Regions from separate parts of the Mus musculus genome. Here all the other regions are linked to region 1. A link is a contact called in public promoter capture Hi-C data. All regions are on one chromosome and are shown on one strand. The core of a region is the stretch at or near the end of the contact, and the rest is flanking DNA. Distances in the headings are between cores, read along the strand shown. Region 1 holds the start of Cnot7 (CCR4-NOT transcription complex, subunit 7). Region 2 holds the start of Rnf122 (ring finger protein 122). Region 3 holds the start of Mak16 (MAK16 homolog). Region 4 holds the start of Wrn (Werner syndrome RecQ like helicase). Region 5 holds the start of Rwdd4a (RWD domain containing 4A). Region 6 holds the start of Ufsp2 (UFM1-specific peptidase 2).

Evidence for each region. Promoter capture Hi-C pulls out the DNA fragments that hold promoters and counts their contacts.
Region 2: a contact with region 1 is called in a promoter capture Hi-C map of pre-B cells. The contact joins the promoter of Rnf122 here to the promoter of Cnot7 in region 1. A contact is called at or near these places in 2 of 39 promoter capture datasets (cranial neural crest and pre-B cells) and 1 of 484 Hi-C or Micro-C datasets (B cells).
Region 3: a promoter capture Hi-C map of pre-B cells shows a contact between it and region 1. The contact joins the promoter of Mak16 here to the promoter of Cnot7 in region 1. A contact is called at or near these places in 2 of 39 promoter capture datasets (liver and pre-B cells) and 2 of 484 Hi-C or Micro-C datasets (CD4 T cells and CD8 T cells).
Region 4: a promoter capture Hi-C map of pre-B cells shows a contact between it and region 1. The contact joins the promoter of Wrn here to the promoter of Cnot7 in region 1.
Region 5: a promoter capture Hi-C map of pre-B cells shows a contact between it and region 1. The contact joins the promoter of Rwdd4a here to the promoter of Cnot7 in region 1. A contact is called at or near these places in 3 of 39 promoter capture datasets (hippocampal neurons, liver and pre-B cells) and 1 of 484 Hi-C or Micro-C datasets (CD4 T cells).
Region 6: a promoter capture Hi-C map of pre-B cells shows a contact between it and region 1. The contact joins the promoter of Ufsp2 here to the promoter of Cnot7 in region 1. A contact is called at or near these places in 2 of 39 promoter capture datasets (liver and pre-B cells) and 1 of 9 other capture datasets (adipose tissue).

Annotation. Positions count from the first base shown.
Region 1 is chr8:40,509,603-40,513,505 of GRCm38.p6, forward strand. Cnot7 (CCR4-NOT transcription complex, subunit 7) reads right to left here and starts at 2,152. Exons shown (of 7, transcript NM_011135.5): 1 at 1,938-2,152; 2 at 413-624. The coding sequence starts at 529. It overlaps Vps37a (vacuolar protein sorting 37A), which reads left to right and starts at 2,181. Exons shown (of 12, transcript NM_033560.3): 1 at 2,181-2,631. The coding sequence starts at 2,507.
Region 2 is chr8:31,109,708-31,113,610 of GRCm38.p6, forward strand. Rnf122 (ring finger protein 122) reads left to right here and starts at 2,120. Exons shown (of 6, transcript NM_001368375.1): 1 at 2,120-2,465. The coding sequence starts at 2,441.
Region 3 is chr8:31,166,653-31,170,555 of GRCm38.p6, forward strand. It overlaps Mak16 (MAK16 homolog), which reads right to left and starts at 2,072. Exons shown (of 10, transcript NM_026453.3): 1 at 2,013-2,072; 2 at 58-107. The coding sequence starts at 2,027.
Region 4 is chr8:33,383,459-33,387,361 of GRCm38.p6, forward strand. Wrn (Werner syndrome RecQ like helicase) reads right to left here and starts at 2,069. Exons shown (of 34, transcript NM_011721.4): 1 at 1,884-2,069. Purg (purine-rich element binding protein G) reads left to right here and starts at 2,384. Exons shown (of 2, transcript NM_001382855.1): 1 at 2,384-2,605; 2 at 2,872-3,903. The coding sequence starts at 2,878.
Region 5 is chr8:47,531,403-47,535,305 of GRCm38.p6, forward strand. It overlaps Rwdd4a (RWD domain containing 4A), which reads left to right and starts at 2,243. Exons shown (of 8, transcript NM_203507.3): 1 at 2,243-2,541. The coding sequence starts at 2,518. Trappc11 (trafficking protein particle complex 11) reads right to left here and starts at 2,068. Exons shown (of 30, transcript NM_177240.3): 1 at 1,917-2,068.
Region 6 is chr8:45,973,600-45,977,502 of GRCm38.p6, forward strand. It overlaps Ufsp2 (UFM1-specific peptidase 2), which reads left to right and starts at 1,929. Exons shown (of 12, transcript NM_138668.2): 1 at 1,929-1,989. It overlaps 1700029J07Rik (RIKEN cDNA 1700029J07 gene), which reads right to left and starts at 1,653. Exons shown (of 7, transcript NM_001033148.3): 1 at 1-1,653. The coding sequence starts at 4.

The sequences.
Region 1 (3,903 bases), core at 902-3,401:
TGCACCACCACGCCCAGCTTTACCTGATGGTTTTAACAGCCCACTCCAGGGCTTAGGGGGACAGTTCATCTGGTAAAAGCACTTGGCATGCAAGCATGTGGACCAGAAGGAGTTCAAACTCAAGAATCTATGCTTAAAAGGTGCATGGCCCATGTGCTGGCAATTTACATGTTTGGAAAGCAGAGGCAGGTGGATCCCTGGGGCTTCCTGGCCAGTCAATGTAGCTTAATCAGGAAGTCTCAGGCCACCAAAAGACCCGTGTCAGTGCACCCCTCCCCCCAAACACACACACACACACACACACACACACACACACACACACACACACACACACACACGTACTTATTCACTCACACACTTCCCACTTCACCCTTACAAAAGGCATTTTAAAAAGCTTTAGTCATGTCCATACCATAGCAACATAATTATATTTTCGGATAACTTGACGGATTTTCTTCATCTCTTCATCCAGGTTACAAGCCCAAACTTCACAAATTCTTTGGCTATGATCTACGGTTGCTGCTGGCATAGTGACAGCACAAGGAGTCTAGATGTGGAGCATCAAAATGTTATACTTGATTGAAGATTTGTGTCATAAAAATACTTTACCCTTTACTTATGCACCTGTTGAAATAAAAAAACACCAATATCATGAATGTGAATTATAAAACTGGGCTGGTATAAACCTTATTTATACAAAGTTCATGACTCATAACAAAATCAAGTTTTAGACAGTTCCTTTTCTCAAGGTATACAGCTAATATTTAGAGGATAAAAGCACCACACCGCCGATTTCCCAACTGAATATAAATTTCACTAATTAAGATTTGCTCCGAGTTCAATTCACTCCACACAAAACTTTGAACCATTTCAAGCCAAAAAAAAAAAAAAAAATCAACAAAATCAAACGTTTCATAACAGAATGCTTGCTTTTATTCTTCTAACAAAACATTTAAAAATCTTACTCATTCAAAGCAGAGCAGAGGAAACATTTTTCTTAAAAATGTTTTGAAAAGCCATTAGGCAATCTCAGAAACAAATATAGCGGGAGGGAGAAAGAAAGAAAGAAAGAAAGAAAGCAAGCAAGCAGGTAGGCAGGCAGGCAATGAAATGTGTACATTTAAAAATTTCTAATTTCAAAAACTGGCAACCCAAGAGAGACCTCACGTCTCTGCCATCCACACAAGGTTCACGGTATACAATGGTAAGATAATTAATCAGACGGACAGGGACCAAACACACAATAACCCCCGACAAAACCAGCGAGTTAAAAGAGGGTGGCCTGGTGTCCCAAACTCCTAAATGTACGCTGGAGAAAACAAAAGGTGATGCAGGGCACGCCTTCTTTCTTCCTCCCCTCCGTCCTCACACCGGTCCCTACACGCGCTCTACCGACACACTGTACTTTAACCCTGCTTTCCTCCACCCGCTCTTCTCTACTGCGGTCTCAGGGGTCCCTCCAAGGGGCAGCCAAGGCCTTCTCATCCCTGAGGTCGCGCGTCCTCCGTGGGCGAGCAACGTGGAGAGAGCACGGCCGCCTTCATGTCAAGGATAAGTCGCTCGGCTGGCCGCCGGCCAGGAGCAGGGTGCCTATTCGCATGGCCTAGAGCCAGACCGACTACCCCCAAAAACCACTGCCGAGGACGAAAGCCACCGGGGCCCCAAGTAGGCCACCGCCCTCCACTCGCAATTTCCTTCCCACAACGAAGTCCCAGGTACAAAGCGGTGGCGTCATCACTGCGCGCCGCGCCCCTGACAGCCCCCACCCGCCCCCCGCCCGTTAGCACCGCCGTCCCCCCGGGCTCCCCGCCTCCGCCAGTTCCGTCCCACACAGCCACGCTTAGGCGGGCGCCATCGCGCGCGCCAATCTCGGGCTCCCCACTCCCAGCCCCTTTTCCCAAGGCGCCCCAGCACGCCCGGGCCCCCGCCGGATCTACTTGGGTCTCTGAGCTCGCGCTCCTCCTCCTCCTCCTCGCCATAGAGCTAGCACCCGGCGGCGGCGGTGGCGGTGGCGGTACCGGCGGCGGCGGCGGGAGCCCCATAGACGCCTCTCGCCCTGCGAAAGGGGGAAAGGGGAGCTGGAGCGGCGCTCGGCCCAGCGCGGCGACGTCGCTCCTCGCACGTCCCGCCGAGGGCGCGGCCTGATGACGCCGGGCGCCGGGTGGGCGGGGCCCTCCCTCAGGAGGCGGGGCGGGCAGGTGACGAACGCCCCGGCGTTGGAGCAGCTGAGCCGGCAAGGCGACCAGGCCTAGCTAACTGACCCCGGGGTGGTGGTGGCCCGGAGCACACCGGGGTTCCGTCCAGCCGACGAGTCGCCCTTCTCCAGCCGCCCGCAGTGGTAGCTCGGACCCCCGGGGCCAGGGACTCACGAGCGCGGCGTGTGGGAGACGGCGCGGCCCCTGGGCACCCCGTCCGGGCCGTGCTCGATCGCCCGGGAAGCACTGGGCTAAGCGAGGAGCAGCAGGCCAGAACCTTGTAGGGCCTCGGGCCCGGGGACCCGAGGAGGATGAGCTGGCTCTTTCCCCTGGCGAAGAGCGCGTCATCCTCCGCGGCTGGGTCCCCTGCCGGCCTCACCAGTCTCCAGCAGCAGAAGCAGCGGCTGATCGAGTCACTCCGGAACTCCCATTCCAGGTGACGACTGGTGGCTTCGGCCCAGGGTAAAGTAGGACGGGAGGGCGGGCTGCTTGCAAACACACCGTGTGCGAATCCGTAGGCCGCTCCATCAGCTGCCTCCTGTTGATGGGTCTTCCAGTGGGGTTAAGCGCTTGCTTCCCTAGTTTGTGTCCCTGGTGCCCCACCGCTGTTCAGCTCCTCTCTTGACTTGGCTCATCTCCACTGACAAACGGAGTCATCTCTCTTTAATCTGTATACAGCACCCCTAGCTCACACGCTAATTTTCCTTTTGATCTACCTGATTGTAGCATTGCCTTCGAATTGTTAACATGCTAAGAGACAGTTGGAAAGATAATTCCCAACAGTTTTATGAACTGAAAATTTAAACTGTTGCAACGTCAAAGAAAAGGGAAGCCAGTGTTTTTAGTTAACTCTGTCCTGGTGACAATCCTTTTGAGTCTGTAATTAAAGCTCACCCTGTTCCAATAACCTCTTTCTGTCTTGTAATTGTTAGAGTCTTTAGACTTCTCACTTTCTTCTATTTGGCTCCACACTTAGGACTTGCCAGACAACCATCTGCATTATCTGTTGTCTTTTGAGTTTGCTTGTTGTATTGTAGTCAAACTAGAAATACAGGAAATCAGATTATTTCGACTTTTTTTCTTAAATATAAAATTGTTTGCTGCAGTCTTTTTTTTAAATTAGATATGTCCGTGGCTGCTACAGGCTTTCAAATATTAGAGCTGCTTTGCGATATATGGATTTTACAATTAACTAACAGCTTCACAGCACATTTTATAAAGCATATTAGAGATCAACATGATTAAACTCTAGACTTTCAAAAACCTTGTCACATTATACACATTATAATATGTTATACAATATAATTATGTATGTATACATACCTACTCACACATCCATGAGATAATAACATCAAGTTATTGAACACACCATCAAGGGCTATTTTTGTGTTACACATCTATTTTCTTCCCAAGCAAGTAAGCTATAACCTAAAAAAACATTGTCTAAAGAAAAATTCACTACAAAATCAGTTTGAATGAGGCCTGTTGCTGACTGAACTGAGTTTCTTGGTTGTCAACTTCATTTTTGGTTGTAGGAAAGTTTCAAAAAGTCATTTACTGTCTTTTTAAGTAGAAAAGAGTAGCTATCCTTTATTGTTGGTTTCACTGTGGAAAATTCAACTCATAAAGTTGTCCCACTTTGTCGGGTGTGATGGCTTTTCCCCACTCATGGTAAGGTCATGATCCATGCCTGCTCTTAAAGCTTTGG
Region 2 (3,903 bases), core at 870-3,369, 9.4 Mb before region 1:
ACGGTACACAGAGCTGCAAGCACCACAACCCAGGAGAAGTGAAGAGGCAAAGGCAAGAATCAGAAGGATACATGAGAAGAGGAATTCTTGATCAGTATCAAATCAGCATACTAATTTCTCTCCACAGCTGCAGGGTTGGTACAGGGAACAAGGCACATCAGAAGTAGGTGGATCTCTGTGAGTTCAAGGCCAGCCTAGTGTTCTGGAGCACTTTTTCGCCCCCAAGACAGGGTTTCTTTGTGCAGTCCTAGCTGTCCTGGAACTCACTCTGTAGACCTGGCCTCTGGAGCACTTTGGTGGAGCACGCCTTTAATCCCAGCACTTGGGAGGCAGGCGGATTTCTGAGTTTGAGGCCAGCCTGATCTACAGAGTGAGTTCGAGGCCAGCCAGGACTGCACAGAGAAAACCTGTCTCAAAAACTCAAAACCATCCAAACAAACAAACAAACAAAACAATATCTGGGCTTAAGCTCCAGAGTTAGTAAATGTCACATTTCTCCCTGGGGCTCTAAAGTGGAGGGGGTGGGGTTTAGGGGAGGATCCGAGAGGCCTTTAGAAACCCTTTGCAGTGATCCCACTAAGACAGCCAGGCGGTGGTGCCACATACACAACTCTCAAGAGACAGAGGTAGTCAAACCTCTATGTTTGGGGTTAGCCTGGCTACATAGTTAATAACCCCTGTTTCATAACAATAACAACAACACCTAGAAATTTGATCTGTACACGACACTGCCCCCACTAAATTGATGAACTACAGTGAGCCTTCCATATTGTTAAGTTACACAAATATTGGGGGGTGGGGGGTATGCAACTTGATGTTAAGGGAAGTACGGTGTATATGCAAACACCACAATCACCGTCCACAAAGGCCTTCTGGATTTGGAGACTATCCGACCATCCCCAGAGATAAGAAGATTGCATTTGTTCCAGCAGCCCTGAGATGCAGGTCAGGATATTTGATACTTTAACGACTGTGCTTGGAAATGGCAAAACATTCATTCGCATGCATTAGCTCGCTCAGGGGCCAGAGACTCAGTTCCAACAAATCAATAGTGGGATGATAAGTCCTGACAAAGGAAGAGCAGGCCGTTTTGCTTGCTTATTTGTGGGTCTACTCAACACACTGCTTCTGAACGTGGCTGTGGCGCCTTGCACCGGGGTACTTTCAATGATACTCTATGCACTGATGGTAATACTTTCTTTTAAGTGGAAAGATAAACAAAAGCATACATAAACAAGCCTGAGTATGGTGGCACAGGCCTTTCATCCTAGCACCCTGGAGACAGAGGAGGGCAGATCTCTGGAGTTGGAGGTCAGTTAGGACCAAATAGCTTTCCATTAGCAAAATAATAAACATATAAAATAAACTATGCAATGTCATCCAAAATAAATAATACTACATGGAGATTTGAGATCCCCCCCCCCCTTCATCCCCTGTCCATTCAACACCGAAGCAAGACCCCTGTCCCGGCCATTGACAAAGCCAGTTTCCGGGTTTTCGCCACAGTCTAGGAGATTGGAATCCTGGCACGGTATGGCCTTCAGCTTTAGGCCTTATTCTTGTTTGTAAAAGAAGGCTCTGTCCTGAAGTGATGTGAGAACAATAGCCCTTTGAAGATGGAGTTTTGAGTTTCATCTGCTTTGCCCTCTTTGCCTCAGTTCTCTCCTTTCGCGGTGGGTCTGGGAATGCGCTAGCTGCCACGCATAACCAGGTCTAAAGGCGAAGGACAAGTGGAACCAACTCCCAGGACTGCCTTCTACAGAGCTATAGAAATTCGAGACAGACACGGATCTGTAGGCGGAAAACAAAAGTGGCACTAATCCTCGTGTCATTCCACCACCATAGCCCTCCCCGCCCGGGTCCTAGGAGGCGGCGATCTTCGCCCCCTGCAGGCGTCGCCTCTCACGCCGTTCTGCAGGCTAGGGACTCCCCAGGTCTGGCTAGGAGGCGGGGTAGGAATCTACCCAGAAAAAAGCTCCCCTGTCCAGAGGGTAAACTGGCTTGTAAATAATACCCCAGGGCAGGAGAAAGGCTCCCATTGGCCGGAGGGCAGGTGACGAAAAGGGGGCGGGCTCCCGGGAGGGAGCAGTCCTAGGGAGGGGGGTGTGAGCCGTGCGGTGTCAGTTTTCGGAATCCCAGCGCGCACTGCTCAGCGCAGTGGGACCCAAGCCCGGCTTCGTGTCCTGGCTACTGCCTTCTCGGCCGGGCATCCCGGCTCTCTCGGCTGCCCTCCCGGCCCGGGCCCTCGGTAGGGCTTCGCTCCGAAAAGACTTTGCTTCCTCCTCTGCCCTCTTTGTTGCTCTGCAAACCGGCCTCTCTGTAACCCTTGACTCCACTCCTCCGGGAGTTGCATCTCCATCCCGGCGGTCTCAGTGCACAGCCCCTCCAGCTCCAACACCTTGCCTCGGTTTGCTCCCGGAAGCCGACCTTGACTTCATTGATGCACCCATTCCAGTGGTGTAACGGTGAGTCCCTGGACCGGTGGGAGAACAGGGACCGCGCAGGTTCAGGTCCTGAGCCGAGTTTCCCGGTGTCTGGGACGGCCCAGAAGGCGTCCTGGCGCCCTGCTGGGCTCTGCACAGCGCGCAGTTAGAAAGATCCCATTCACTTTGTTGGGAATAAAGGGGGTCTGGAAGCGAGTGGAGGGCCAGGGGCGTGTGAGCCGAGTCTTCCCGGCCTTTGTATGGCGGTCCATCTCTTCTACCCCTTCGCCTGCCTTTGTGCGCTCTCAAACTCTGTTCTTTGTTGTGGTGGTTGGAGAATTAAATCCGCGCTCGGGCTAGGATCTCCTAGAGGGAGCTCAAGTTCCGGTTCTGAAACTTTGCAGGCTATTTTAAATATGTATACAGTGCAGCGTGCGGGACAAGGCGCGGGGTGACTTTCTTTTTCTTTGTTGGTTTTCACTGGCTCCTAGGGGCCAGACGCTGGATTAAAAGAGCGTCGCTTTACTGAATAGATAAAGCCTTGCAGAAAGAAAGCTGGGCCCCCAGCTCAGGGCTGGCCTGGCAAAAGCTTTGCTTTCTGGCAATAAGGCCAGACCCTGGGGTCTGCTTTCAGCCTAGGTGGTGACGGTACCTTCCAGCACAGCCAGCCACCCACCACCAACCGCTTCCCACACCCCACCGCGTGATGATGCTAAATTAGTTCATCTGAGGCTTTGGGGCAGCTCAGGTGTTACAGGTTAGAAAGCGGGTCTGGATTTCCTGTCTAGGCTACCTGTTGGATCTTTCTGAGCCAAGTCTTCGATGTTAATACCACCCACCCTTCCCCCAGAAGTACCCAAAATCTTGATCACTTTTTCTAGGCAAGTTGGCGAGGTGGAAAGAAGCTAACTTTTTTTTTTTTAAGTTTTTTGGTATGGCAGTCTGGTTGCTTGTGAAAAATCCATTCTTAAGTAGACTTCTGCATGATCTTGGACTAATTATTTCAAGAGTCTTTTGTTTTAAAGCAGGGTTTGGGCCGCATGTGTATGAGTAGCCCCCATCCCCCCTCCTTCCTCCTTTTGCTGGTCGGATCTAATTTCCTGAAAATGAACCAAGCTGTGTGTGATAGGCTGGTAATGGAGAGGAGGGGCGGGAATGGGGGGTTGAGGCCTGACGGTGTATCCCAGCATCTGGGAAAGATTCCCTTTGGCTGGAAAGAAGCAGTTCCCAGATCCGCTGGTCTTGGCCAGCCCCGCTCTGACGTCATTCCAGCTTGCAGACTGCCAGCTGAGATGAGACATTCTGGTGTCAGGTCGGAAGACAATGGACCTGGGATTTAGCTAGAGCTAAGCTGTCAGTAACCCGGACCTTTCTGGGCAGCATCCTTTGAAAGAGTTTTATTTTGCCCCACCCCCGCGGTGTTGGAACGCAGAGCTTGCTCCTATTAAACATATTCGATCGATCACTGACCTGCTCAGCA
Region 3 (3,903 bases), core at 822-3,321, 9.3 Mb before region 1:
TGTTTACAACCAAGCGGGCGGCCGAACACATTTTAGTCTAGGCTGCAATCTACTCACCTTATTTTGAAAGAACAAAACTGCTTGTTTCCTAGTGTATTCCAGATTACCTGCAAGACAGAAAGAAAGCCCTTTTGCTCTGGCCCCAAAGATGCTGTTTAATATAAAAAGAGGCCGTGCTCTCTGGCCTGCAGCTGGTGCTCCATGGCTCAATCCTTGCCCTCACTGTAGGCTCCAGCAACACCACCACCAAAGCACAAACACACAAGATGATGAGGACCATGTCAGAGCACATTGCTGGGTGTCACAGTGAGGAAAGGGTCTTTAGGGAATGAAAAGATAGAGCTATCTTTTAATAGGCCTCGCTCGTCCCCTAACATGAATACATATATTCTTATAAACAACAACAAAGTCGCAAGAAAAACCTAAATGCAGATACGACCATACCCTATTACTCAGCAACAGAAGTTCATTTATAGTTAGTAACTACTTCCCCAGAATTATTTTCAATACATACATACATTCTAGCATCTGTAGTATGCCCTTATGTATAGTGTGAACAAAATGAGCCCTATCACATTTACATTGTAACTTTTTTTACATGTGTTCATTATCCATTGTCCAATTCTGCACAGCACTAGATACTTAGATATACACACCATCATCACAACCTTATTACCTTCTACCTTGTCTCTCTAATGTGTTCTGCACTCTAAAGTAAAGGCACTGCCGTCTCCAAACACAAACCCTGGCGTTTGCTGGATGAGAACAATCCTACGGTCCTTACATCCCGGAACCTGGTGAAGTGCATAGTATATAAAAACGGTGCATCAAGTTGCAATCACTAAAGCCACATATGGGGGTGTGTGTGTGAGCATAAAGGTCTCTAGATGGACTGCACTGAAGAGCCAAGAAGGACCCTAGAGCAGTTAAAGGGGGGAAGAACGAAGGGCCAAAGAATAAAACACACAGGGGTAAGGATTGTAGGAAACGAGAAGTGGAGTGGGTGTATTATTCAGCTTCGTGGTCAGACCTCTTACACATCATTTGGTCACACCTCTTTCCTGGGCACCGGATTTGTCTGTGCGCCCAGCTGCCCACTTAGCATCTCTAAAAGGATCCCGATGGTAAACATACCCCAGTGCAACTCTCATTTTCACGCTCTTCTTAAATTAAAAAAAAAAAAAAATACAACAGTTCTCCCTAGTTCCCACTAAAAAAGACCTGGAAACCATTTCCTTCAAGGTTCTCCCTGACCTTGTCCGGGCAAGCCTATCAAATCCAGTCTCCCCCTCATCCTCTGGATTCCTGTAACAAGTCCTTCCCTATCTCTCATCTTTGTACCTTTACTATTCCTACGGCTCTTCAGTGGCTGCCTCAGTCCCAATTCTGGGGTTTTTAGCCCAATGTGACTGATCTACCGCTCTTTCTCCATTACTCCTCTTTCATAGTACCGTTATTCTCCATCCCCAGAGTGCTCATGAGAGCAGAGGTTTTTTTGGTTTTTTTTAAATGTCTTTTGCCCGACTGTTAACAACCAATCATCACACTGAACCTACACCAGTTGGATACTGGCTATGTACTTACAACTCTGTGAACAGACAAACGAAGTCTTACTTCCGAAACTACGCCTCGGGCAGGCTGCAGAGCAAAATAAAAAGCCTAACACTGGAGAGGTAGCGCTCATGGAGGAGTTCCCTAAGCACGGATTTTAAACATCGCATCTCTCCCGCCTTGCCACCCCGAGACAACTGCCGTTCAGATGGCAGCTGGCACAAAGGGCTTCACTGCCAAGCACTAGGGACTAAGGAAGCCCACCCGGCGGGCTGGGGCTGGGGTGGCCTGGCCTTCTACACGCGCGTGGGAAGCCACTATCGGAAATCGGGGCTCTGCAAGTCTCGCCATCCGGGAGAAGCGGAGACAAACGGGCCGTCTGAGCGTGCGGGACTGAATCCTAAATGAGCGAAATGCCGCGCAAAACCCAGTGGTGCCAAGGCGAGAGGAGGAAAACTCACGTCGTCCGACTGCATGGTGCCGGCAGCTCAGCTCGCCGCATTAGGAAGGACCGGGGAAGCGGCCACGCTTCTTCCGCGGAGCCACTTCCGGAGAGCCACTAACCTATCGCGAGAACGTCTCAGTGTCCCAGAAGCCCGTGACGTCCCCGGGCACAGTGAGCATGCGCGCTTCCGCGCCAGCGCACGCTTGGATCCTGGCGTGCTCGCCTCCGGCAGCCCTTGCCCTAGGAGCGCACATATCGTCTTGTCCTGCTTGCTGTGTCTCTGCGCGAGCTCCAAACCTCTAAAAAGTGGGGCTTCTTTGTCCTCTCTAACCCAAGGCGCACCCTCCGAGTCACTTGTGCACGCGCGGGGCTTTAATGCTAATTACCGTCCCATTTCTGGCCGTGGCCGCGTGCCTGGAAAGCCTGAAGCCGTCAGCTCTTTTACCAACCCGCGGGAACTTCTAGCAGCCATCTCCGTTCTCACTTTGAAACACACACGGCAGTGTCGTATGGGGAAACAACATAACAAACGAAAAAAACCTGTATGCATGTGACCCCCAAACGGACAGATTCTACTGTCGCTCCCTTGCTCCTTCTGTAAGGATCAAACTCGGGTTACCAGACTCACACTCCTTCCTGAGCCATTATCCAGGCCTGAGAAAGTGCTTTTAAAAGGTCAGCAGGAGTGATAATAAAATGAGGGTTGCTTCCCCAGTTCTCCCTTTTGAAAGCCATTAAGTAGTTCAAGTGATTTTGAAGAAATTGTCATGTGCCAAATACAGTCCCGGACAGAGCAATGAAGGGGAACAATGTTCTACACCCTCAAGGTCCTTACTTAGCAATGGGATTCAGAGACTTGTACCATAAACTGTATAATATAATGTTTAAGTACTGTTAAGTGCTGTAAAAGCAACGAGGCAGCTGTGAACACTCAGCTAGTGGGGAGGTTGGTTCGGGAGCTTGAGACCAACTTGAGTTTTACAGGGAGGTCATAGCCGGATGCTGGCAATGGTGATAACGATGAGGATAACGCAAAGTAAGTTAGTGGAGACAGGTTCTTTTAGAAAGGTTTATATGTAGCAGACAATGGCCTAGTCGGTCATCAATGGGAGGAGAGGCCCTAGATCCTGTGAAGGTTCTATGCCCCAGTATAAGGGAATGCCTGGAGTGGAATGCCAGGAATGGGAGTGGGTGGGCTGGGGAGCAGGGGGAGGGGGTAGGGGATTTTCGGAGGGGAAACTAGGAAAGGGAATAACCTTTGAAATGTAAATAAAATATCTTTTAAGAAAGGAAGGTTTATTGGGAGAATGCGGTAGAAGTAAGTGATAATTAGGTAGAGAATCACATTGAGGTAATGCAGTAAGTTGTGGCATCAGGGTGTGTGTGCCTTTTAAGGAAAGATAATGAAGAGCCCTACACTTAAGGAGATAGTTGGAGTAAAAACAGACAAAGGAAAAGTGTGGGCTAGAGAACGGAGAGCAAGAGGAAAGATCAGTAGGAAATTAAACCAGGAGGAACCCAGACCCAAAGTATATGCAGCCTTACAGTACAGCAAAGTATATGACCTTTGTGGTAAACATCTGAGGTCTGCATGCTAGATTGCATCTCTGATGAAACAGTAACGTATGACAGCGTGATATTGCTCTCCTCACAGCTCTCAAACTGAGTGTGGGTGCAGCCAACAGTGTGGTTGGCCTTGTGTGTGGTTGTGGGGAACCCAGTGCCTTAATCATGCTAGGCAAGGTTGTACCATTGAGCGACACCTGTCACCCTGTATTGAGCTACATCTGGCTGTCTATTTGTTTTTTGAGAAAGAGTGTCAGTGTAACAGTCTGGCATGCAACTCATTGTATAGCAACCCAGGCTGACCTCACACCTGTGAGCAATCCTCCTGTCCCCCCACCTTC
Region 4 (3,903 bases), core at 819-3,318, 7.1 Mb before region 1:
AAACTAAGACACTTGTGCATTACTCCTGTGTGAAAGTTCGGCAGTTACTCAAAAAGCTTATCACAGAAGCCAGAAAGTCCCATATAAAGAGATACATCAAAAAACTTTAAAGCAGGGACACAGATACACACAACATTCAGGGCAAAGGAGAAACCAACCTATCAGTAGTATAAAAGATAAGCAAACTATCGCACATATGCACAAGGAACCATTCATTCACTAATTCAGCCTTAAAACAGGAATTAAGCTCAGCTCTGAACAACAGCATAGATGGGCCTTGAAAAGGAAACCTTGCTGGATGGACGGAGCCACATCTGTCAGGTGCAAAAGAACAAATGGCTCTATTTACATGAAGTATCTGAAATGCATGGATTCATAAGAGAAGTGAAATATTACAAAAATTTCTGGGGCCTGGGAAGAGGAGGCCATAGAGTTATTGCTTTATGGCTGCAGAGTCTCTGCTTAGGATGAAGAGCAAGTTCTGGAAGTAGGGCTAGGGTGTGCGCAGTAAAAGAATAGGTATTTATAGCATGGGCAATGCCCAGCATCCAAAAACAGACAAACAAGAACCCAAATCAACAACAAAGAACGTGGTAGCAGTAGATAGCGGCGACATTTGCACATGCAGAGTGTAATTTATTATCACTGAACTGTACTTAAAATTATTAAACTGGCAAATTATAGTGTGTGTGTGTGTGTGTGTGTGTGTGTGTGTGTGTGTGTGTGTTTCCCTGAAAACTCGACCAGAGCTTCCCAACACTTCAGGATGACACACCAGATTCCTAACATAGTCATGAATCCTGCATAATCTCTCTGATCTCTAAGAGCAGGCCCCTTTTCTCTACCCTAAAGGCCTTTCTAGGTTACTCTTACTCCAAGCAGCCTCCTTCAGGCTTGCACTTTCTTTCCTGTCCCATAGACACTTCCTTCACAGTGAGGACCTATTGGGAATTGTACCTCCCAACACCCACTGGCCCTCACCCGTCTTTCTTTCATTTTCACTTTGTCAATACTGCACTTGGCATTTTGTGTATCTCTTTCCGCTAAATTGTGAGCTCAAAAATGGGTAAATTTTCTGTTTCATTCATTTTGTTATCTCAGCAGCGCTCAACAATTATATGCTGAATTAGCAGAGCTGGGATGCCATTCAATTGAAGAGCGCTGTATCAAGCAGGTGAGTGGTCCCAGTCTGGGGTTCCATCCTCAAAGCAAGAGGAGACACAGGGGACAACTAGTATACAACGACATCGAGTACCAAACTGCCCTATACGCCGCAGGCTTTGCATACAATCTCTAATAAAAGATCAAGAGGGCATGACAGGGTAGGCCGTACTCTCTTGAGTTCGAGGACAGCCTGGGCTAAAAGTGTGAGGGGCTACAGAAGAGAAGCCGGGTCTCAATAAAACCAAAGGGAAAAATAAGGCTGAAATTTGTTATTTGGGGACTCTGGATTAGCATCCTAAAGAGTTTTTTGCTCTCCAGGTTTTTACATATCAGGTCTATGGGAGAACGAGTCATATTCAACAAGACCAAATGCTCATTAGTACAATGACTTAACCTTAAGAGGTCCAAAACAATTTGCTCAGTAGTGGAAAGTCGGTTGCCTCCCCGGACTCAGTTACCTCTGCCTCCGAAGCGCTATAAACAGCAGCTGGGGCGGAAGAGGCGGGAAAGCCCACTGACGGGACCAGAGGAGGCCTGTGGCTCCGAGGCCCCTTTCCAGGGGATCTGAAGGAGAAAGGAGGCAAGGCTCCCTTTCCAAGAATCTCCCCAACACAACCCCAAGAGAAAGCCTCGTGGGAGAGAGAAACAAGCGTCCGAGATGCGTAGATATAGCCCAGGGTACGCAAAGGGGAGAGGCAAAAGCGGGGAAGGCACGTTACCCTGAGAAGAGCCAGATCTAAGGGTCTTCTCCTCCAGCAGGATGATTTATGGAGGACTGAGAACCAAAGCCCAGGACCCAGGCATCGAGAGAGGCCTCACATTTACTAACTTTATACCAACGGGCGCCTCGGTGCACTTCTGGTCTGGCGACTGCCCTTCCCTGCACTCCGCCCGCGGCCCCGCCCAACCTCTCCCAGCCGCGCCGCCCTCCCACCCACCGCAGCCACCCCGCGCAGCACGCATGCTCAGAGCTGACGGCCGCTGGGCACGCTGGGAAATGTAGTCTCAACGCAGGTGCGGGTGAGTCGCGGGAAATCACAACCCTCCCGCCACCTCTCCTGCCGGCTCTCTCGCACGCCGGGTCCCCGCGCGCTGTCTGCCGTCAGGGCGCGCCCGGAGGCAGAGCCCGAGTCCCCCGTCTTTCCGCTAGCGCGGCTGGGGAGGCGGGGTCCCAAGCCCGGCCCCTCAGGCAGCTCCCCGCCTCCCTCCCGCCCTCCCCGCGGCGTCGGGCCGGTGCCCGAATCCAGGCAGCGGCCGCAGGAGGCGCGGCGGCGGCGGTGGGCGCCGCAGGCGATGCCCCTGCCCCGCTGCTCCGGCGGGGGGCAGAGCGCGCGGCGGCGGCGGCGGCGGCGGGGAAGGAGGCGGGGGGCGGCGGCGGAGGGGCCGAGAGCTGGCGGCGGCGGCGGCGGTGGTCGTGAAGGGCATCGGTGACGGAGATGATGTGAGTGTCGGCTGGCTGGGACCCCCGGGGCTGCCGAGCCGGAGCTGGGCGGCTGGCAGCGTACGGGAATCGGAGCGGGAGGCCTGGGGCGGCAGAGGGGATGCTGTGTGCGCGGTGCGGAGCCGGCCGAGGCCGGAGCGCGAGAGCCGGGCCAGAGTAGGGGTTCCGGGCGGCGGCAGCGGGGGCAGTGCGGACCCAGGGGCGTCTGCGATTGTTCTCAACACCCCTCCCCCATCCCACCCCGTGTGTCTGTTTGTCACTTGCAGCTGAAGATGGAAAGAGCCAGGCGAAGGGGAGGCGGCGGCAGCGGCGGCGGCCGTGGCCGCGGAGGCAAGAATGTAGGGGGCCCTGGCCTAAGCAAGAGTAGACTCTATCCCCAGGCCCAGCATTCTCACTACCCCCACTACTCCGCGTCAGCCACCCCTAATCAGTCTGGGGGCACATCCGAAATCCAGGAGCTAGCCTCCAAACGTGTGGACATCCAGAAAAAGAGGTTTTACCTAGACGTGAAGCAGAGCTCCCGGGGCCGCTTCCTAAAGATAGCCGAAGTCTGGATAGGGAGAGGCCGGCAGGACAATATCAGAAAGAGTAAACTGACCCTCTCCCTGTCGGTAGCAGCAGAGCTGAAGGACTGTCTAGGCGACTTCATCGAGCACTATGCCCATCTGGGCCTGAAAGGCCACAGACAGGAGCATGGCCAGAGCAAAGAGCAAGTCTCCAGGAGGCGGCAGAAGCACTCTGCACCCTCCCCACCGGTGTCAGTGGGGTCAGAAGAGCATCCTCACAGTGTCCTCAAAACGGACTATATAGAGAGGGACAATAGGAAATACTACCTGGACCTAAAGGAAAACCAACGAGGTCGCTTCCTAAGGATTAGACAAACCATGATGCGGGGCACTGGCATGATCGGTTACTTTGGCCACAGTTTGGGCCAGGATCAGACTATTGTCCTCCCAGCACAAGGTATGATTGAATTTCGTGATGCCTTGGTTCAGCTGATTGAAGACTACGGCGAAGGAGACATAGAAGAACGAAGGTGTGGAGACGACGACCCACTTGAACTCCCAGAGGGGACCTCTTTCAGAGTGGACAATAAAAGGTTCTACTTTGATGTGGGCTCTAATAAATATGGAATTTTCCTGAAGGTAAGTGAGGTGAGACCGCCTTACCGTAATACTATTACTGTTCCGTTCAAAGCTTGGACAAGGTTTGGGGAGAATTTTATCAAGTATGAAGAAGAGATGAGGAAAATTTGCAACAGCCATAAGGAAAAGAGAATGGATGGCCGTCGGGCCAGT
Region 5 (3,903 bases), core at 993-3,492, 7.0 Mb after region 1:
AAATCTAACTTTCTCTGATTTCTTTGGAATTACAATTATCTAATTTCTCAATACTTAGAATATAATTCATATAAAGTGTGAATTATTTAATAGCTGCTTTTTTGATTTTCATAATATAGGATGACATAATAGGTAAAGGAAAATGTCTAAGAGAGACACCAGTAATGAATGGAAATCCCTAGGGCATGTTGGTATTGTGTCCTTTCGTTAAGTCTACAATAAACGCAGGTATGCATTAACTTTACAAAATGACTGTACAAAAAAGGTGCTTATTCCAATCAAAAGGGTCACTATCTATTTAAAACAGTTCCTTATTTCTGACAGGATTTATCACCTGCTTTTTTAAACAGTGATCGCCATCATCACATTATACACACCACAAGGTAATCTCTGGGAAACTTTTAGTGTAAATGCCACCTGGTCCCTAAAATGTGGATTATTTCTACCTGAAACGCTAATCACCTTTACTAATTAGCTACCTCACACTCAAACGCTAAAGGAACAATGGATAGTGCAACATGAGTTGGAAAGCTTGCCAGAAATGATGTATCTACACCATAAGCTTGCAGAACTGCTTCAAAAGACCTTTGGGGAGGGTTGTGCTATGAGGGCAAAGAAATCCACAGCTTCTGGGGAGTAAGATGAAGAGCAAAATAGAAGTGGTCAAAATATAATATGGCTACCATATCTGCCTAAAACCAAACAGTCTAGATGAGAATGTGAAAGGGCCTTTTCCCTTGATCTTAGAGGCTCCAAAGAAATAGCTGTGGCCCTTGAATATTGACCGGCTATAAGGGGAAGTAGAATAAACTTGCAAAGTTTTAAAATTAGCACCACCTGAGAGGTATACAGCATGAATCAAAGAAAAAAAAAGTCAAAATTTCCAGCAGTTATGTTAGAAGGGAAAAGAGAAGTTGGCTCAGAAAGCACTCCTGAAAACCCATCATTGGAGAGGCAGAGGCAGGGGGCAGTTTCAGGCCAGCCAGGGCTATGGAGATATCAAAGACAGCCTCCCAACTCCCCCCCAAAAGAAAAAGAAAGATGTGGGATTTTAGATATATTCTATTTTAGCCAACAATATTTTCCAAACATCATTATAAGTTATCGATGAACTTGTAAAAACCTATTTGTGCATTGTCTTCAAGCCTGTGCGTATTTTATAGGAACTGCACACCCTCCGTTAAACTAGCAGATTTCAAGTGCTCTCTAGCCTTCCCTTAGTTACTGGCTCTCACAGCTGACAGTGTAAATCTTTTCCAACAACGTCATGAAAACTACACCAGCAATCCCGGCTTTATTCTACCTTACAAGCTTGGACACTTGCAATGGTCCTGACTATGCTGTAGGAAAATTTAAAAAGGAACGGAACAGGACAAGTGTTGACTGAATAGATTTCAGTGACACACAGGAAAGAAATCGCTTCCTGATTTCCCGGAAAATAATGGAGAAACCAAGCAAACCATTGACAGAGAGGGAACATGGAGAAGTACAAAGTTAAGTCCTCAGCACCAGATCACCTCGTCAGTGCAATCTATCATAGAAGAGAAACAAGCTAACCCAATCAGAGTATCTACTAAAGAAGACGGCTATCAATAAACAGGTGGTTTGGGATGCAAGTCACCGGCTAACAAGCAAGGATTCAGAGACATCCGATTGCAAAACGCTCAAATGAAGAACCAAAGGGCTGTCCCTAGGATCTCAGCATTAGGCTCTAGTAGCTGCCACTGGGCAAGGAGAATAACCTCAAAGTCCTAGAAACTGACATTATTTTCCTCCACCACTCCCACCTCTCTGGCAATAATTCTTTGCAGGGGAAGGAGAAACGCCAAGATTGCATCGGTGGACGCCAAGGGGAAACGCAGGCCACCAAGCCAGCCGGGATAGCCTGGCCTGGAAGGTCTCTGGGCCCAACTCACCCTGGCCGCACGCCCTGGACCCGCTGCAGCTGCGGCGAGTCGCCGTCAGCCCCGAAAGAGGCAAGAGAGCCAGGCAGGGGCGTCTAGGAATGCGGCCACCGACAAGCAACAGCCCCAGCCGCAGACCGGGCGACAGAAGGCGACACTTCCTTTTCCCCGCCTCCGCTGGCACAGGAAGCACTTCCTGGGCTTGAGTGACAGCACTCCACACCAGTCCTGGAATAGAACGGGTTTCCTTGTTAGGAAGGTGTTCCATTTCCTAGAGGAGAAAGAGTTGGGGGCGGAAAGAGAAGGAGCCAATAGGAGACGCGATCGTGAGAAGGGGCGGGGCTTCCTCGGTACCGCCCATCAGTAACTGGTCAGAGGTCTAGGTGTCCCTTAACGTGATCCCGGTTCCCGATCACACATAACGCGATCCTGGGTTCCCGGCCCACAATCGACTGCCGGTGGCTTGGTGCTGCCGAGGATCTGGAGCGCACGAGGTCGTACCCACGGCTGCGAGGAGGATTTCTCTAGACCGAGGCGCGGAAACGGGGTGCCCCGGCCTCCCGCCCGCTGCCCGCCCGTTCATCGCGGTAGCGAACGCCGTGCGCCCGGCACGATGGGTGCCAACGAGGACCAAGAGGTGAGAACCCAGGACTAGACACCCCTGTCCCGGCGCAGGTCACGACGTGGAGCACCCAGACTTCGCACGTGTCCTTTGCTCTGAGAACCTTCTTCGCCTGTCCGGATGTCCCACGTTGGTGGTTCCCCTGCCAGATAGCACTGGGCAACCTTATGGCCAGCAAGCACGAATGGGTTACGTGAGACTCAGCCTCCCGCTTCCCTCATTTGTCATTTTTGTATTTAGGTCTTCCTAGATTTCCTTGGTAAGATGAGTGTCCTTGGTCCACGACCCTAGAGCACTTGGCCGTCCTTAAATCCCTTGTGTGGCTTAGCGCTTGTGTGTCGAGTTATTCTGTCTTCAAATCTGAACGCCTTTAAATTTGAAAACTTGTGGTCTCGTGGAAAGGGTCGATCGAGTAAGTAAAATCTCTACAGAAAAATGAATGACCCTGGTGTTTCGGTTTCTGTCCATAATGCTCAGTGAAGTCACTCCTCAGTCTGTTGTTGAGGGATATACAATATTTTTGAGCATCCTCATGTCAATCAGAATTTTGTAGTTTGTGTTTTGGTTTTTGTTGTTGTTGTTATTGGTGGTGGTGGTTTGTTTGCTTTGCAAAATATCAAAGTCGGAAGGAATAGGTCCTATAAATCACCTGTCATTGAACTTTCCAACTCTGTAATGTGTCCAGATGAAAAAGGAAAAAGAGCACCCTAGCTTGGTGAACGTGGTAGAGTAAGGATTAGAAGATAAATCCCACCTGGCGGTAGTGGTGTACGCCTTTAATCCCAGTGTTAGGGTGGCAGAGGCAGGCTGATGTCAGAGTTTGAGACTAGCCTGGTGTTCCAAAAATGCCTTCTCAAACAAAGAAGACAAATCTTATGTAGCAGTAGACTCCTTGTGTAGTAGTAGATACATAGTAATTTGTTGTTTGTTTTGAATATGTTGCTTAAAAATTAACATTTGACAATGTGGGTGTTAATAGAATCTAGACTACAAATACTCCATACAGGAACCCCACATTCACAAGGTAATTGGTATCTGAATATCCTGCTAAAATATTCTTACCAGTTCAATGAATCCAAAGCATTAATAAATCCAGGTGAGGGAGACTAGAGAGGAAGGGTTAGAGACTACTAGTGAGTGGTTACAGACATAAATGGAGAAGAGGAAAGTCTAATGTCATTTTACACAGTGAATGACTCGTTTTACAGTACCCTGTGCATTTCATAATAGCTAGAAGAGCTTCGAATGATTCATTGACAAATAAGTGGTTGAAAACTTGGGGTGATAGTTGTAACAGGGACACTTACCAAAGAACTGCATTGTATCCCATAAATAAATACAATTTTTAAAATAGTTTTTTTTTTTAACATATATGAG
Region 6 (3,903 bases), core at 679-3,178, 5.5 Mb after region 1:
GCATGATTGCTCCTTGGGGTGGTAACTTCACAAAGGTTCTTAGATCTTCTTTTGCAGCAAAATCCTACTTTACACTGAAAACTACAGGAAATTAATTTTAAAGAAAAGAATGATTATTAAATATCAAACTATTTATTTGCCATTATTTTAAGTCTCTGGATTGGTTGGTTGGTTGACTTCTTTTACGTACCCGCACAAGCCCCATCAGATAGGCTTGTGCATAGCTTTTGTGAGACCAAACTAGGAACAATATACTTTGCAGGTTAAAGTTTTTGTTTCCAGTTAAGACAGTTAAGACTAAGCTCCTGTTCATCCTGTACAGGCTACGGTTTCTATTTGTAGTTAAAGAATACGTTCCTGTTTGTCCTGCGTTAAGTGCTTCCAAGTTGAGATTTCTCCTTGTAATTAAGGACTGATCCCTGTTTCTTAGATAGGATGTAAACTGCAAAATGTCTTTCAACCAACACTAAACTTGCTACCCGATTCACATGATGTAGGAACATGACCTTGTTCCTTCCCTTTCACATTGTTCTTTGGTTTTGTTTTTACAATGTATAACAGCCAACTCTCTCAGTCCGGTGAACGATCTCTCTCTCTCTCTCTCTCTCTCTCTCTCTCTCTCTCTCTCTCTCTCTCTCTCTCTCTCGTGTAAAAAGGACCTAATGAGGCTGCCGCAAGGGGTGCTCTCAGAGTGAGACAGCCAGCAGGCTAGTACGGGCACACCCCAACACACAGCTTGCTTTAATTGGACAGTCATGGAGTTGGTCTCTTCTCCTGGAGATTCTCCGCTTTAACACCTTCCCAAGCTTCATTAACAGTCATCTTATATCCGTGGTTTGGCACCCTTTATTTTCCCCAGTGAACTGACAGCTAGGAACCATGAACTGAGTTTCAATCTCCTTCACCACATTCTTGAGGCAACGCTGCCCAGACTGGAATGGAACTCCTGGAATCAGGGAACCTCTGCCCTAACCTCCGGAGCGGCTTGAACGACAAAACCCCTTTAGTTTTTTACCATTGTCGCCCCAGCGCTTGCGGCCAATGCCTTCAACTTTGTCCCTACAATAAACTCTTTAAGTAAAACTTACAAAGTATTCATTCACACATTTACGCAATGTTTTTTGCAACCCTCTCCTTCTGGTCAGGTAGAAGTAGGAAAACAGACTTTAAAAGGCATAAATTTTGGTTTATAATCACGTAGACACGAAAATCGTGGGATTCTACCCAAGTAGAATATGGCAAGTTCCCTTCAAAAAGTTTGGCTAAGAAGGTTCCTCTGTTACAGCCCTGTCCACTGCATCCTTGCAATTTACTCAATAAATTCTTTTCTACGCCAGGAAAAAAAAAAAAAAAGTTTGGCTAAAAGGGAGAAACTGCAGAAAATAAATGGACTGATTGTCTAAGTTATTCCCTCTAAGGAAAGGTAGCTTGAAGTAGGCAGGTAGCTAAGGAAAACCCATGTCTGCGAGGCCGAGTCACCTCTCCAAAAGACACCTAATCCCACAACCAGAATCAGATGGACCCTGCTCCGGTCGGGGATCACTCCACAGCAGAGCCCGAAGAGCTCGAGGCCACGCGCTTGGCCGGGGCTCCAGCCTAGAGCGCAGCAGCAGAGGCGCGCGCCGCACAGTTCCGCAAGCTGCCGCTGGCGCATGTTAGGCCGCGTTGCCGTGGGAACGGGAGAACCCTTTCCCAACGTGCTACTGTAGGCCCTCGGAACGTTCGAACCCGCACGGCGCGTCCACGAAAACGGAAGAAAGGCCATAGAATACGTAAGTCTCAGCCAATAAAATCTCTCGAAACTAAGCCTTCTGTTTCCCCGCCATCGGCGAATAGTTTCCCTGTGGTACGCTCCGTGATGGTTGACGCGAAGCATTCTGGGAGTTGTAGTCACCTGTCGGAGCCCCGCAGTCGGCGGGCGTGACGTCACTTCCGGGACGACCCTTGCTTGCACGAAGTAGGTGTTCTTGCCATCGCCAGTGGTGCTTGGTAAGTGATTCTGGTTGTCAGTGACCTCCCCGTATTTACCCCTAGGACTTCGTCAACCGTTAGGAGAATGGCTCCAGGCCCCTAAAAGGAGCTGCTCCTGAGAGGCCAAAAGTCGCGGTACAAACTATCCTCACTTGGATCTCTTGGGTGATCTGGTCACCAGCAGCACCGGGTCATGCGACTCTCCGGGTCAGTCAGTGCATCTTGACAGTAAGGCACTATTTGTCGTATTTAGAAGCTAGCTAAAAGAACTTTTGGTTTTGAAAAGATAGACCTAACTTCCTTAAAATAGTCTTCTCCCTTCGCTTACGTGGCACAGAACTCTCCAGCTTCCCCCTTCTCCTAGCTCAGCTAAGTCCTGCCATCTGTACCGCAGATGATAATCTTCAGCTTACACCCTGAGCTTTCTCTCCGAACCCAATTCATAAGTCTAGTCAACTGCTTCCACTTAAATAAATCATTCAAACTCAGCAGTTACAGAGCCGGCTCATCATTTCCTGTTCTCCCCGCACTCTTCCTTCAGAATTCCCATTCGATAACCCAGCTCACCCCTCCTTGTGCCCACCAAACCCTTGACAAACTTGCCTCATCTCAAGAACAAAGTCAATAATCAAGTCTGGGTTCTACTTCTGGCTGGCTGTATTAAAACCTTCTTTACCGTCCTTGAGCTTTGTCCTTGCTGTCCGTCCATGGGTCATAGTCTAAGTGATCTTTTGCTTTGGTTTTAGGACAGAGCCTCACAAAACCCAGGCTGTCCTTGAACTGGCTACACAGTCAGGAATGACTTTGAAATCCAGACCTTCCTGCCTCTACCTCCCAAGTGTTGGGCTTACAATCGTATACATCAGCCTTCCTACATGTTGTTTCAATTAAGCGAACCTTCACCAATTGGCCACTGTGCTTAGAATGGGCTTACACACATAAGAATACCTCTTTACCTTGGAAAATTTAAGGCTTCTTTTATGGGCTACTTACCTGCCCTTCGAATTTCAGCTTAAATATTACATCTTCATAGAGTATCTTGCTTTAAAAGCCTAAAGAGACCCTGGCGCTTTCACATATGATTGCTTAAAGAATTGTCATAACAACCCTGGTTGAAGTACCATATCTTTTCCCCATTTTTTACAGAAAAGAATAGGCGTGACTGATTATGTTAAGCAGAAATCTTATTGTATAAGTACCCGAGTTAAACCTTACTCTTGCTTGTCTTTTCTTTTTTCTTTCTTTTCTTTCTTTCTTTTTTCTTTTTCTTTCTTTCTTTCTTTCTTTCTTTTTTTTTTTCAAGACAGGGTTTTTTGCTTGTCTTTTCAATCTTCAGTTTATGTAAGTATTTTTCTTACTCAAATGGTAATGTTGTTCTAAATTTATCAAACTTCTCACTGGTAGTTCTCACAGTATTTTCCAGTTTTGAGGGGTTTAGTTTTTTATGATAAACAACAGAATGAATGGACAGCATTATTAAACTTTTTGTTGTTCGCTTAGAATGAAGTTAATGGAGTGAAATTGGGACATGGTGTAGTCTTTGAACAGGTTACATAAAAGCTGTCACTCTTGCAGAGATGTGACAAGAAATTTACAAAATAAAAAACTGCACCGGCACCTACTTCATAATGTTCTGACAATCAAAGGTAATATATGCCCAAGGTTCAGTCATTTGAAGCCTTAGGAGTCAGTTCTAGCTCACTTGTTCCAGAATAGGGTTTGTCTGAGGGATTCATTGCTGTGAACAGGCACCATGACCGAGGCAACTCTTATAAGGACAACATTTCATTGAGGCTGGCTTACAGGTTCAGAGGTTCAGTCCATTATCAAGGCGGAAACATGGCAGCATCCAGACAGGCATGGTGCAGGAGTCGCTGAGAGTTCTACATCCATCTGAAGGCTGCTAGAAGACTGGCTCCCAGGCAGCTAGGA